2 separate regions of the Mus musculus genome follow, and region 1 is linked to region 2. Evidence: chromatin contacts called from public Hi-C data. All regions are on one chromosome and are shown on one strand. Each heading gives the region's core, a stretch centred on a gene start, on an enhancer-like site or on the middle of the called end of the contact. The rest is flanking DNA. Distances are from core to core; before and after follow the strand shown. Region 1 overlaps Fggy (FGGY carbohydrate kinase domain containing). Region 2 overlaps Junos (a long non-coding RNA gene).

What was found. Hi-C and Micro-C count contacts between places; a contact is called where the count stands out from the background.
Region 1: a Hi-C map of uterus shows a contact between it and region 2, with 5 times the contacts expected there. The contact joins two enhancer-like sites. A contact is called at or near these places in 3 of 484 Hi-C or Micro-C datasets (bone marrow-derived macrophages and uterus) and 7 of 115 datasets of contacts at active chromatin or transcription factors (T-cell acute lymphoblastic leukemia, bone marrow-derived macrophages, craniofacial prominence and 3 more).

The regions. Positions count from the first base shown.
Region 1 is chr4:95,681,774-95,688,529 of GRCm38.p6, reverse strand. The region is part of intron 5 of Fggy (FGGY carbohydrate kinase domain containing); the gene reads right to left. Among named protein-coding and RNA genes, the nearest start is that of Fggy, 130 kb to the right of the region's middle. Within about 2 kb of position 3,594, at least 93 of the 459 cell types and tissues checked have an H3K27ac peak or open chromatin away from gene starts, as enhancers often do. A contact at or near this core is called in bone marrow-derived macrophages, embryonic stem cells and uterus, where this site is marked.
Region 2 is chr4:95,160,132-95,167,088 of GRCm38.p6, reverse strand. Junos (a long non-coding RNA gene) reads right to left here. Exons shown (of 5, transcript XR_867920.3): 4 at 5,634-5,898; 5 at 1-1,319. Among named protein-coding and RNA genes, the nearest start is that of Gm12708, 30 kb to the left of the region's middle. Within about 2 kb of position 5,623, at least 294 of the 459 cell types and tissues checked have an H3K27ac peak or open chromatin away from gene starts, as enhancers often do. A contact at or near this core is called in bone marrow-derived macrophages, embryonic stem cells and uterus, where this site is marked.

The DNA of each region.
Region 1 (6,756 bases), core at 2,345-4,844, 520 kb before region 2:
GTACGTATGTATGTATGCATGTATGTATGTTTTCAGAACTGATCTTTTGGCCTTAAACAACTAATTGACTGATGTGCTGTCCCCTGGGGAAGACTAACCTTTCTTACTTTCTGTTTCATGTTGGTTACAAAAGAGTTAGGGTGCAGTCACTGGTGGAAATGAAGAGCTCATCAAAACCCTAAAAAGTCACGAGAGATAAAGGAACATAAAGGGGGAAATGAAGCCAGTGAAGCCAAGGAAACCCACACCGAATAAACAGAAGTGAAGGATACAATATAAACTTAAAATGAAAACAAGGGTCAAGTCAGATACTACAAGATTACACAGAAAAAGAATGGCATCAATGTCACAACTTACTAAAAAGAGAAAATTCAAAATAGCCTTAGAAGTAAAGTAAATACTTCCAGCATATATTTTTCAATCTGATAGTTCTTTTTTCTAAAATATATTCATAAAAACTATGATATAACTTTTAAATGTTAAAATTAGTTTTAGAATTATTTTTATTAATTTTATTTATGTATATGTGTGTGTGTGTGTGTGTGTGTGTGTGTGTGTGTGTGCTTGTATGTGTGTGTGTATCTACAGATCTTATAGAGTTACAGGAGCTTGTGATCTGTCCATCACAGGGTGCTAGGAACGTAACATGGGTCCTCTACAAAAGCAGAGCAAGCTCACAGCTACTGAGCAACGTCTGCAGCTTCTATTTCTTTACTTTTATCATTGTGCACTCAACGAATATAATGTTTGGGTAGACATGAGGGTGGGCATTTAGCACAGCACATATGTAAAGCTCGGGAGAAAGCTTTTCTTCACTTTGTGTGCATTCTGGGGACTCATTCAGACCTTTAGCATTGCACATCAAACAGTTTCACCCTCTGAGGCACTTCACTGGTCTTGACAGACAACATTTTTAAATGTTACACATTCAAGCACTGGCTAGGCAAAGACAGGTGACCCTGGGGACTCACTGCCAGGCCGACACTTGGCAGTCAGCTGAGCCTAATCAGTGAACTCTAGCCCAAAGAGACTTTGTTTCCAAAAAGGTAAGGAGGATGGAACCTAGTATATCATAGGAGGTTGACCTCTGGTCTTTACTCACGTGTGCACACATACTCACACGAACCGTCACACTTGCTCACAACACATTCACAAACACAGAAAATATATAAGAATAATAACTCGCAAAAATGAAAAAAACATAAATAATTATTCTGAAATATGATATTGTCCTTCTAGTACTTTGAAGAATTGTGTAAATGATAAAAATGAATTATAATTACCTCTACTGTGGAATTAAACAGCATGAATATAGTTGGACAATTTCTACATATTTGTATAGGAGAAAGGAAAAAAGCATTTTATAGGCAGGCACTAAATGGTGTAAGTGGTACTTAATAAAGAGCTTCACTGGGAAAAGCCCTGAAAATTAACAACCTAATCAGAAACCTTGGAAAATCATGAAAAACTGAAAGATTAGAATGAGGTTGAGAAGAAAACTCAGTGAGTCAATGTGAAAACATGATGAGCAAAAGAGAGGAAGCAGAGATGAAAGCTAAAAGTAACAAATGTCATAGAAGGAAACGGGAGCTATTACCACAGAGAAGGCAAACATTGACAGAAAAAGAAAGCCAAAGGATAACATGAGCAAGACTATGCAGTTGTGGAAACTTAGACGAAAGTACAATTTCACAGAAAAACAAAATTTACCAGAACAACACTAGAAACCTTTAGTGGGGCTATTAGTACTAGAGCAACTGAGTAAATAGTTTAAGCCAACCTTCCAATAATATTTTAGAAGTCCCTGTGGTTGTACCAGAAAGTCTAACATTCACTGAACTGGCCCCTCTGAAGTACTCTGGACTCCAGAATAGCTCCTTACTTTATTGCTAAAGCTAAGATAAGATGTAACAAAATTCAAACAACAGCACTACAGCAAATAGAAAACATAGGCTGTGCTCACAAACGTCGACATGACATGCAATGAATTCAATTTTTTACGTGCAAAAAAATACATATGAGCAACATTCAAGGATGCTTGAGTGACAGAAGACATATGAGTGTGTTACCACATTATTTTATTAAAGGGAAGAAAAATGATCTCTACATATTGCAGACCGTTCAATATTACTTCAAGACAAAAATTCACAAGGAAGTAAGAGAGAACAAGAATGGAAGCACAGAGGCTGAGTTTCACTCCCAGAGGGTCTGAGAGGGACAGGCATCCTTACTGTCTACAGGGAGATATAGCTGGACCACACAGCAGGAAGATGGTTAAGGGTAAAAGCATCCTGAAAGAGAATAAGTAAGGATCTATGGCATTGCAAGTCAGCCCTCGGCTCCTTCTCAACCCAGATCCCAGAGCTCTGGCTGCCAGGGTATAAGGACTGAAGATTAGTTTTGTGGGGATCTCATCAAAGCAAAGCAAACAACAAAACAACATATCCTATGCACATAGACAAATAAACCAAAATAGTAACAACATAAGGTTAATCCAGATTGGAAAGTTCACAGGTTCCAGGGTTGAACTACCACTATCCTTGTATACTATCTACATGGCTATCAAATTTCCCTCTAAATTCATTTCTGTCTATCCATCGATTAGTGCAGCCCTCAGCCCTTACCAGGGAAACTTCTTTGGGCAGTGGATCGTGGTAGATGGTGCAGAAACTCACTTCTGGCCAAAGTATAAAAGAGGAAGTGTCAATGGAGTATCCATCTACAAATGAGACAAGAGAGGGAGGAAGAGAGTGAGGGGAAAGGTAGGGAAGAAAGGGGAGAGAAAAAAGAGGGGGAAGGGAGGGAAAGAGAGACAGTGGGGGTAGCTTGAAGCATGGGAAGACTACATTGAAAAGGGCCTCTGCATATGCAGGGACCACAGTGCTCCTGAGCTCATGCCATGGGTGCTGCCTGCCCAAGATCAAGCCAGTCAATATTCTAGGACAGAGAGTGAAGGGCTTCTAAGCCCAACACCTAAGGATATGGGGGCAACACATTATGAGTTATATTTTCTAAACAAAGTTGGGGTGGATAGGGAGGCAGAAGAAGATCGGAGAGGAGTTAGGGAGAGGGATTGGGGGTGAATAGGATCAATACATTGTATGAAATTCTCAAAGACTTAATAAAAAAATCATATTATTTTAAAGTAAGGCTAATTGAAAGGAGCCTTGTTAGTGCAGTAGGTAGTGCGCCAGTCTCATAGAGGTAAAGATAACTGAGAAAGCAGAAAGGAGAGCCCAGCCAGTTTAGTCTAGTTGGAGGGGTCAAATGAAGGAATCGGAGCAAAGCTTAATAGCGGGCACCTGCTGTGTTTTCCTAGACAGGTAGAGAGTGAGGAAAAAAAAAAAAAGACCAAACACACTTGTAGTTCTTGAAGAACCTGAAGCAGCTTCAGCAAAAAGAAGGGGGCAGGGGGTGCTTCTTGCTCTCCAGATACACTCAGAGCAAAGCAACCTCAGAAGAATAAGCCAGCCCAGTTCCAGGGGCCTGGTCTTTCTCCGGAATTTCTCCAGCAAGACTATGAAAAGAAAGCCAGCCACAGTGCTGCATAATTTATGCACAGTTCACTGCACTGACAGGGCCAGGCCCCACTCTCAAGGGAAACCTTTTGTTCTCTGCTTGGGGAATGTAGAACCTGGAGAGTCTCAATTGAGCAAGCCAGTGAACAACAGAATAATTAGAGGTAAGGATGGGGATAAATTACCAAGATATTCCTGGCTGCAGCCTCTGGTACTTCACAGGCCTGTGATGGGTCTGTGTTGTTCAAGGCATACAAAAGACTGAATTAGCAGCATTGAAGATATTGCTCTAGGGGAGATATAATGACTGGGGCTGGACCACTAATGACATCAGCAAAGAGACAAGAGGGGCTTCTTTGGGAAGAAATAGCACTGCACCGACTGCGGCTGCTTGTGTTAGGGAGCTTTCAGGATGCACGCTTGTTACTACTGGCTCTGCACTTCATCAACACTTGCTGACAGGTTCCTGACAGAGCAAAATAATATAAGCACAGGGCAATATTGAGTTGCCTTTTCAGTTAGACTTGCTGGTAACAGTTCAAATGTGGTCATGACTACATAAAAAAGCTGAGGTAGTTTTCCCATGCTCTCAGAGAAAGACATCTCACTGTCAAAAACAAAAGATCAGAAGTTATTACCGAATAGTCCAAAATCTGGATGAAATCCTCTCAGTTTATGGATTTGGATTTGCCATAAAATAAAACAAAACAAAACAAAAATGATGCTAATGTGGGGTAATATGAAACACAGGGGACAGGCTGAGAAGGGTGGAATCCCTATGCAAGGCACTGTGCAGAGTCTGGTTGTGGAGGCTACTAAACCTCACAAGAACCTTAAGAAGATATTGTACTGTAGCCCCATGTGACAGGAAAGGACACAGAGGCTCAGCAAGGTGGGACAGGTCACTTGAATTAATTAGGAAAGAGTAAGGCAGACCCTGAAACCTTGTTCTAATCAAATAAAGTCTTTTTGAGAACCAGAAAGATGCATCAGTGGGTAAAGGGACTTGCTGCCAAGCCTGACAACCCAAATTCCATTTCTGGAATCCACAAGGTAAAAGAGAGAGCCCATTCTATGGCTTATTCTCTGATCCATATGCATACCATGGCACATATGTGCCTGAACACACACACACACACACACACACACACACACACACACACGACACATATGCTATCAAGTTGACTCTTGTTAATTGGATGTTCACTCAGGATCATCAAGGAAAATTACTTCATAAGACACTACAAAAGCAAAACCTGACATGGAAAAGAGAAGAGTAATTTTGATGTTCTGTTTGTTTTTCCATTGCTTACCTCCTTTGTGTCTTCTTTTGTCTGTATGCATCTGTGCATGTAAAACACATAGTGGGGATTGAGCCCTCCTCCTAGAATGTCCCAATCTACTGCTTTACCCCTTCTATTCTTCTTAACAAAAAGAAAATAAGATGTCTCAGTTCACTGAGACATTTTTTACAGAGAAGCATTCGGGTAAAACTTAAGGTATTCAGGAAGGAGAAACACACTATAGCCATGGATAACAATGAGACGCTCCCTGGAGGGGAAATTGGCTCTCCCACTTTTCAGGATGCCATTACTTTCAGGGACTCTTTGAAAATTCTATACCAGTGCTCTGAAGTGTGGCTTAATGTCTTCTGAGCATTTTTTGTTTCTCTCAACCTTCATGCTTAAGAATACCTAACTGTCTTCCTTAAACCCAACTTTGTTTCAGTTAAATAAAAAAGGAAACGAATATTTATTTTCAGAGTTTAGTTATAAAGGCAATGTATTAAGATTTAAGAATAAACAGTAAAAAGCAACCATGGAAAGGCAAATGGCTTCAAGGACACTCAGAGCAATCTGGCATTAAAAAATGCCGAAAGGTGGCTGGAGAGATGGAATAGCAGTTAACAGCACTCACTGTTCTTCCAGAGGATCCAGGGTTGGTTCCTGGGAGAAGAGGGAGGTGGTGTGGGTTAAGGTGAGGCCGGTGATCCATATGTGCAAAAGTTAGAAGCAAAACAACACAATACATACAACCCACATCTCAAGGTGTAAAACCTCCCTGCTGAGTTCTTCACACGTAGAGAAGATACTGGTTTCCTCCTTCCTCCTCTCTCCCCTGCCTATAATAAATACCTATGCATATCTTTTAAGCACTTTTATACACCAAATAGGTAGATGCCATCATTTGTCTTAATACTTTTTCTGTTGCTATGATAAATTCTTTGACAAAAGTAACTAAAAGATGAAAGGGCTTATTTTGGCTCACAGTTCAAGGAAAAGTTCATCCGCAAGCAGGAACTTGAGGCAGCAGAGAACTCTGAGCTCTGGCATTTAGCTTTGTCCTTTCTATGGAATCTGGGATCAAAGATCAGGATATGGTGCCATACGTTTTTAGGGTGTGCCTTCTCCTATGGAGGAGACTAGTCCAGTCCCACACAGGCACAGGTGAGGCCAACGACTAACCTAATCTAGACAATCCCTCATGGGGTTCCCAGATATCGCCTTAGAGGTAGTCCTAGATCTTGTCAACTTGATCATCAATATTAATACTCGCATGCTTTGTTGATCTCTGAGAGGCCAGCAGAAGAGAGAAATCTGCAAGTGACTCAATCACAGATCTAACAAATACTGCGCTGGGTAAGTACAATGAAAGCAATGTGTAGGCTGTGTGAACATAGCCTCAGAGCGTGTGGAGAGGTAAGAGTCTCTCTCTCTCTCTACCCTAGACCTCTTCAGGAAGGAGCAGACCTACAAGGTCAAGGATTTCCACTGAAGGCTCATGGCTGTGCTCAGTAATGGAAGCCATTCTTGAAACCTCCAGCTGTGCTCCATAGGTTTGCCATGTTTTTAGATCCTCTCCTGCAGGAACTGAAGTTCACAGCTCAGTAACCGAGGCTTGCAATGGCTTCCTGAATCAGAAGCTGCCTGCAGTGACCATCTAGAGATTTATCACTCCAAATCCTTGTCTTCAGGGTCCTATATTCTACTTCTTCTACAGGGTCTGTCCTAGCATGCTGGTTACTGACACTGAGGCAGGTTCACAGACATCACCATGCCCCAGTATGATCCCCAGAAACTGAGAACACACATCACTTTTTAGCCCAAAGAGAATTTACATGCTCCAATGTCAACTCCCTGGCCTATTCTGTTATAGAATAATTTGGTGTATGTCAACAGCAGTGAATGGGTTAATGTGAATAATTTCCATCTCTCATCATCTGTCAGTCCCAATGGTA
Region 2 (6,957 bases), core at 4,374-6,873:
TGACTAAATATTTGGCAGAGTGTATACACACACACACACACAGAGAGAGAGAGAGAGAGAGAGAGAGAGAGAGAGAGAGAGAGAGAGAGAGAGAGAGAGAGAGAAATCAAGAAATCTAAGAAATGAAATGCCTGGTAGTCAGGGATAGTCATCCAAAGTCCTTCATGTTTAATCCTATCTCAAACACTGGGTTCTCAGAAAATACATTCTTCAGTCAGAACATGTATAAGATTAGCATCTGTATTGGATTGGTTGATGATGGATCACGTAAAAGACGGTGAGCACGTGAGACTGTTTTGTTTAAGGACAACACTGTAGCTGGCTTAGCTTGTATAATTTTATGGCTGTCACATAACCACTAAACCACCTAATGACACATTTCTACCACACAGCCTCTCATTAGGTCACACACAACTGTGTTCAGGACAGACTTGTCTGAGTAGCTCCTGTTTGAAATTGATAAACTCCCCTTCGATTCAGGCTTAGGAGAGCAGCTTTATTATAGCTCTCGTATTAAGAAGGGACACAGTCCATTGAGGTAAGAAAAATGTGACAAAGGTTCTAGACTATCTTGGGGGCAGCATGGTGCAAAGAGCTGGGGCAACTGGTCAGTCTATCTGCAGTAAGGAAGGAAAGAGAAGGCAGGAAGTGAGACTGGCCTATAAAACTTCAAGACATGCCTCCGTGACCCACAGCCTCTATCAAAACTCAGTCTCCAAAGGTCCCATGATCTTCAAAGCAGCACTGGCTGATGAATAAGTATTCAGATACATGAGCCTAGGGGGGCATTTCATATCCAAGCCACACTAGGACCAGAGGAGCACATATAATAAGAATGTCCATAATAAATTAAATGATTACTACTTCGAACATCTAGTGAGTGTTATATACTGCCAAATGCTTGAAACAAAGTGAAAGACAGGAAGAGTGAGCTTCAGAGGTGTTGAGGTGGCTATGGCCAAGTCCATGAGTGTCTGGGGTCTAGATCCCAGTCTGTCTGACTCCTAGGACTATATATAAACCCTTAGCCATGCACTTCCCTTCAGCTGCTTGGAATTTGGGGCTGGCAGAGTTTAAGATCATCTGAAACTCCTAGTGGAAGCCAAGATGCATGCTCTGTCTGCAGAGATGAGATGAGTACCCCTGTTCAGATGCCTTTACCAGTCCAAAAGAACCAGAAGGCTGCCGAGCAGGGACCAGGAAGCTGCACTCCGGAGAACTAGACCGAACGTCACTCTGCCACTTTCTGGCTCGCAGCCTCCAGTGAATCACTTAAATCCTATGGGCCCTGTTGTTTATGCCTTCTTCATGCTCTGCTCCTGCAAAACAGTTTAAAATACAGAATAAAGGTTTTTTTTCTAAATGGCCCCTTTGTACTCATAGAAATTTGTTTCTTTAAATGTTTTTTTTTTCTGATTAAAAAGTAATGTTTACCTATGAAAGAAAAGACAACTTTGTTAAAGTGGTATAGACTTGCCAAAGACACAGGAGAAAAAAGCCTGATTCTCTGTGATATGAAAACATTACAGTTGAAAATCTGAATTTCAAGAAGCATGGAAGAGGTTTCACTCAGCCATTGATGTTTTCTGGGGGCAGTGGCCTGTCCTGAACTTTCTTGGCTTTCCTCTGGAAGGTACTTGTATTCTTGCTTGCTCTTTAGGGTTCAAATATAATGTGAATGATGGATTATGAATCCTTGTACTCTTTTGAAAGCGAAAATAACATAAAAGCCTCTTGGGATTTTTTTTTTCTTTACCAAATAATTCACTCAACAAACTCTTCTAAAGGCGGGCTGTGCCCAGGGTTGTGTAAGGAGATACATAGCTCCCTCTAGGCCTCTGTAAAAAAGGCTTAGGCCCAGCTCACAAAGAAAGCAAAGAGAGTATGTAAGAGGACCCAGGGGAGATGTAGGCCCTATCCCAGAGGAGGTGAAAAGATTGTATCTTGACGTATGAACTGGGATTTCACGGATGGCACAGTGTAGATAAGCTATGATCTGAACAAGTTTGTGCTTCACCTCCTACCACGAGAGCATAGAGAGACCCGCCAACCCAAGGCACTTAGCAATAAAAGGAACCCAGTGATAGTTATAGTATAACTGGTATAAACCGCAACACCTGAAGGAACCAACCACATGGCCACCTGACTCCATGCTAAGGTTTTAGAGGTATGAAGAATGGGCTCCAGTCCCATTTCATATACACTGAAATCATGGATGAAATGGTTGATGAAAATGGCACCCTGGGAGAAGAAATTGCCTGACCTAGTTGTCAGCTTCCTCCAGCCCTCCTGAACACTGACATAGCATCTTGGAAACAGTGTTCAAGATAGGAAGGTGTGCATCCCCATCACTATCCTCCAGCCAGTGTGGAAGCAACACAAGACTTCCCAAACTACTCAGACATCCAACTCCACACACCTGGGAACACTGCCTTAGTTCTTAGCATTTCTCCTTGATATCAGTTCACTTCTTTGGTTAAAGGCTGCCCCTTCTCTTGAAGGGGAGTATTTGGGAAAGTCTTGAGAGTATAAGAGCAAATCCAATTGGTTCTAAGACACAATTGATACTTTTATCCTTAAAGTATGGTAATGATATGCTATAAGCCACGAGCACCATGCAAGAGTCATAGATGCTGGGAATGGTGTTGTTAATATGGAGAAGATGCCGCTAAAATGGAGAGCTGGAACCAGATCACGAAGTACATTGAATGCCATCTTCAATGAGTTTGGACTCACCCAGCTGGCAATAGTGAGCCTATGGTGCTTACTGTTCAAAAGGATATTTGATTATGTGGTTCTTTGGGTGTGGGGGGCAGGGGGAATGGGAAAAAACTAAATAAGATCAGGGAACACAGCAGCCATGAAAGCAATTTCCCCATTTAGTTTTATGGTTTCTACTTACTTGTCCTTGTTAATGCTATCTGTTCCCTACCATACCCCAATGCCATCATCAAAGAATTGTATCTCAGTGGACACATTTCAAAAGCTTCAAGTCCAGCCCAATCCCAGCCAAGGTTGCCCTGGAAACCTTGAACACACCACAGCCAGTCCAGGCTCATTGGGCATAAGATACAAGCTTCTGTATTCTGAGCATCCTATCATGAAAAGTCCCTGAAGACTTGTTCTCCCTGTGGAAGAGTATATTGTCTTGTCTCCTTCCATGAGCTCTCATCCTGACTGACGCTGCCTGGGGCCCAAGTCAAAGCCAAGAAACTAATGCAAAGATGGCAGCATGACCTTTTGAGCTATTCTGAGCATTAATAAAGGACAGGCTTGAAAGATAAGAGTCTCTGTGTCATCAGATATCTCTGAACAAGTTTGTACTCAAAAGGATTCCTGCAGGTGATTGAGCAGTTGTATCTGACCAATGAGTTGCTGGCTCTTTGGCCTCAGACCCTATTCCCTCAGCTGTAGAATGGTAGTTGCAGAAGTCCTTTCTCTCAGGGGGAACAGGGCAGTAATGATGCTTGGCCCGGTGCCAGATACCAGGACCTACTCAGCAGACACTGTAAACTACCATAGTTACTGTCAGCTCATGAGAGGCAATGGCTGAGTTCTGTGCTTCCTGTTCCTTCTGTGTGTGACCCTAAACCGGGAACACAGGGCAGTACAAGTCCCACAGACAAATGACTGGCCGCTAATGGTATTTAATCTAACTTTGGGGTGGGGGGGCGGGGGGGGTGAATCCCAAGAAGTAAAGAGGCAAGGCCAAGACCACATGTGAAGATTCAGGGAGGCTTGGGTTGGAACCATCCCCTCTGAGGCCTAGCCATGATTTTGGTTCTCCCGTTGGCACTGTTCCTCTTTCTGTCCCTAAGTAACACCCAAGACCTCAGGCTGTCTCATTCCCTGAGCCTTGTCAGTTGTAAGTTCAGACCACTGACTGCCCAGACATCCTGTATGGATCGCAACACTACAAGCTGACAGTGTTGCTGAAATCCACCTTCTGTATTAGGGAGGTGACAGGCAGAGAGTAAAAATCAGAGATCCCAGTCTTTCAACCAGTAAAGCTCAGAACTAAACCTGGGAGGGGGTGGTCCTAAGACTGTAGACAGCACCGGTCAGCTGTGGAGGCCTACTGAGAGGAGGCACAGTACAAACAGAGACATGGTGGTGACAACAAGTCTGTACAGCCTGGGCTGCAGGCAGCAGAAGAGGGGTGGAGGTGGTGGGGGTGGATCAGAAAGTCTCCTGGAGCAGACAGTGGCCTTCTTCTGGCATCCAGACTTGACTAGGTTTTCTCCAGGTTGAAGAGCTTGGCGAAAGGGAGGATGGGAGGCTATGCGGGGAGGATGGGAGGCTATGCAAAGGAAAGGAGGTACCTTTGCTGAGGCAAACAGGTGTGACCCTGCTGGGGTGGGGTGTGGTCACTGGAGGAGAGAGAGCTAGGTGTGTGACACTTAGGCTAACGAGGCAGGAAGATCACGAGTTCAAGTCTGGGAGTTGGGGAGATGACTCAGCAGATTAGAGCTCTTGCTGATCTCCCAGAGGACCTATGCTCTCCTCCCAGCAACCAGCATAGGGCAGCACCTAACAGCCTCTAATTCCAGTTCCTGTCTTTTGAACTCCTTGGGCAAACACACACACACACAAGCACGCACGCACGAAGTGGGGGAGGAGCAGGAGGGGGAGAAAGAGGAAACGAAATATTTGGTTTTTTTGTTTTTTTTTTTTAAGGAGTTCAAGGCTATCCCCAGCTACTTGGTGAGTTAGAGACTATTCTAGGCTATATAAGGACAAGTCTCAAAGAAAGAGAGAAAAATTAGATACTGACCCAGAGTCTGAGATGAGCCAGTGACTTCTGGAAGCTTCAGAGTCCTCACCTGTACAGTGGACATAATGCCGGCTTTCCAAGTTTCTTTATGAAATGAGACACATGCACGACTATATCCTGACTCAGTGCTACTCTTTATATTCACCTCATAAAACTCCCTCCCTCAATAAAATTTTTTAAATGAGCATATTTTTACTTATGCTCCCAGAAGCACTAAGAATCTATCTCATGATTAGTCATACGCCATAACAATACAATTAATAATAATGTTAATTACTGCTGATTGAAGGCACTAAGTGCTTAATATGTATAATCTATAGCTAATCTAACCCTCGGAGCGTATCTAAAGATAAGTATCATTACTCCCATTTTATGGGTGAGGATAATGAGACAGAGAAGTTAGGAAATGTACACAGGTCACCCGCTGGGTAGGGATAGGTCTGGCCTTTGAGAAGAAAAAAAAAAGTGCATCTACAAAAAGGTCAGAGTAGAGTGAGGAATGCCCTGAGTTTGGAGTTCATGTTGGTCTTGGCGATCTCCCTCTGTTTCTTTCTCAGAAAGAAAGCAAACATTTTAAGTGTCCACGGAGAGAGGGGCAGCCTTACAGATGAGGAAGAAGGGTCCGAGCTCAGGCTCCCCCAGCCGCCCAGGACCGTGGCTGTCCTGCGCAGGTCCCTGCGCTGCCCCTTCCCACCGTGGGTGGCTCCCAGCGGCAGGGAATCACATTATCTGTTGGGAAGGCGTCCAACACCCTCCTCCCGCCAGCCAGTGTTTGCTCAAGGCCTAGCTCTTCAGAAACTGAAACCAGCAGCCCGAGCTGCCAGCCTGAGGACGCCCGCGGGCTCTGCCCAGGCTTTACCTTCTATGGGGAGGCCCGCGGAGGGCGGAGCGAGCCGGCGCCGCTGACGTGGCCGCCCTGCCCTCGCCCCGGGCGCCCGCCTCCTCCGCGCCGGGTGTGGGAGCGCGGGGCTGGGAGAGCGAGGTGCGCGGGCGTGGGAGCGCAGGAGCAGCCGGCGTCTGGTGCGGGAGGCTGGGGTGGCGAAGCGCGGGCGGGGCAGGCGGTGGCGGCCGGAGAGCCCGGGGCGAGCAGTGGAGGGCAGGAGAGTAGGGCGTGAGTCTTAGAGCTAGGAGAGGAGAAAGAAAATAATGTCTGGTCATTATGTTTGGCGACAGGGACCGAACCTAGTACCCAAGAAGCGCTCAGGACATGTTGACAGTGGTACTGTCCTTGCCCATCCGATAGGGGGACAGTGTGCCCTATGAGTTTATGAACTTTCTTCCTTCACAGTGTTTAGGCACAGACTGAAGGAGATCAGGCGATCCGAGAGGGTGTAAAGGATGAGAATGGATAGGGACTCAAACTTGCTGTCTCCCAACACTGATGTGATGACCTCAGAAAGCTTGAGCGGGACAGTAGCTGAATTAGAATCCAGAAGGCAAACTTAGAAAAGCACTTTGTAAACCACTGACTTAAGACAAAGGTCTCTTTCACCTTCAGAGTTCCTTCAGCTACGTCCTCTTACTAGCAAAGCAAATAAACCCACAATTTGCTTCCTAAATAATTAATCAAAACCCAGAAGTCACTCAACACATTTTCAGTAAATATTCACTGGAAATGTCTAAGTACCAGTTGTGGCCAAGTGCTATGCTGGGCACTCAGGGGGTGGCAAAGGAGACGAACAAAGGCTATGTCCTCATGCATTACCCAAACTGTTGGACACAGAAATCGAACAACTCAGATACTGACATCCAACTAACCAAAGATACAGGTGTGTCTACAGTAGACAGATAATGTTTTCAGTCAAAAGTAAATAAAGGTGTCTTTCTCTTCTGTGGCCTCATAAGTAGAGAGAGAATCTTGCCTCTGTACATGAGCTAGAGAGAGAGGGGGGAGAGAGAGAAAGAGATAGAGAGAGTATTAATTCTGTTATGGATCTAGCAAGTCCAAGTTCCTGAGATTAGCAGCATAAGGCTGCGTGGAGAAAGCCTACAGGAAGAGCCCATGGCTTGCTTCCTGTTTATGTGTCCCTCCTCACAAGAAACTCCTAACAGATGGCCCCCACTCAGTTCTCAGTGAGTGAGTGTCTAAGAGGATGACCTTTGAAACCAGGTTTCAAGAGTTGACTTCAAGGCCTGTCTTAGCAGACCTCTAACCACGGGCCAAGTACTTAACCTCTGTGTGC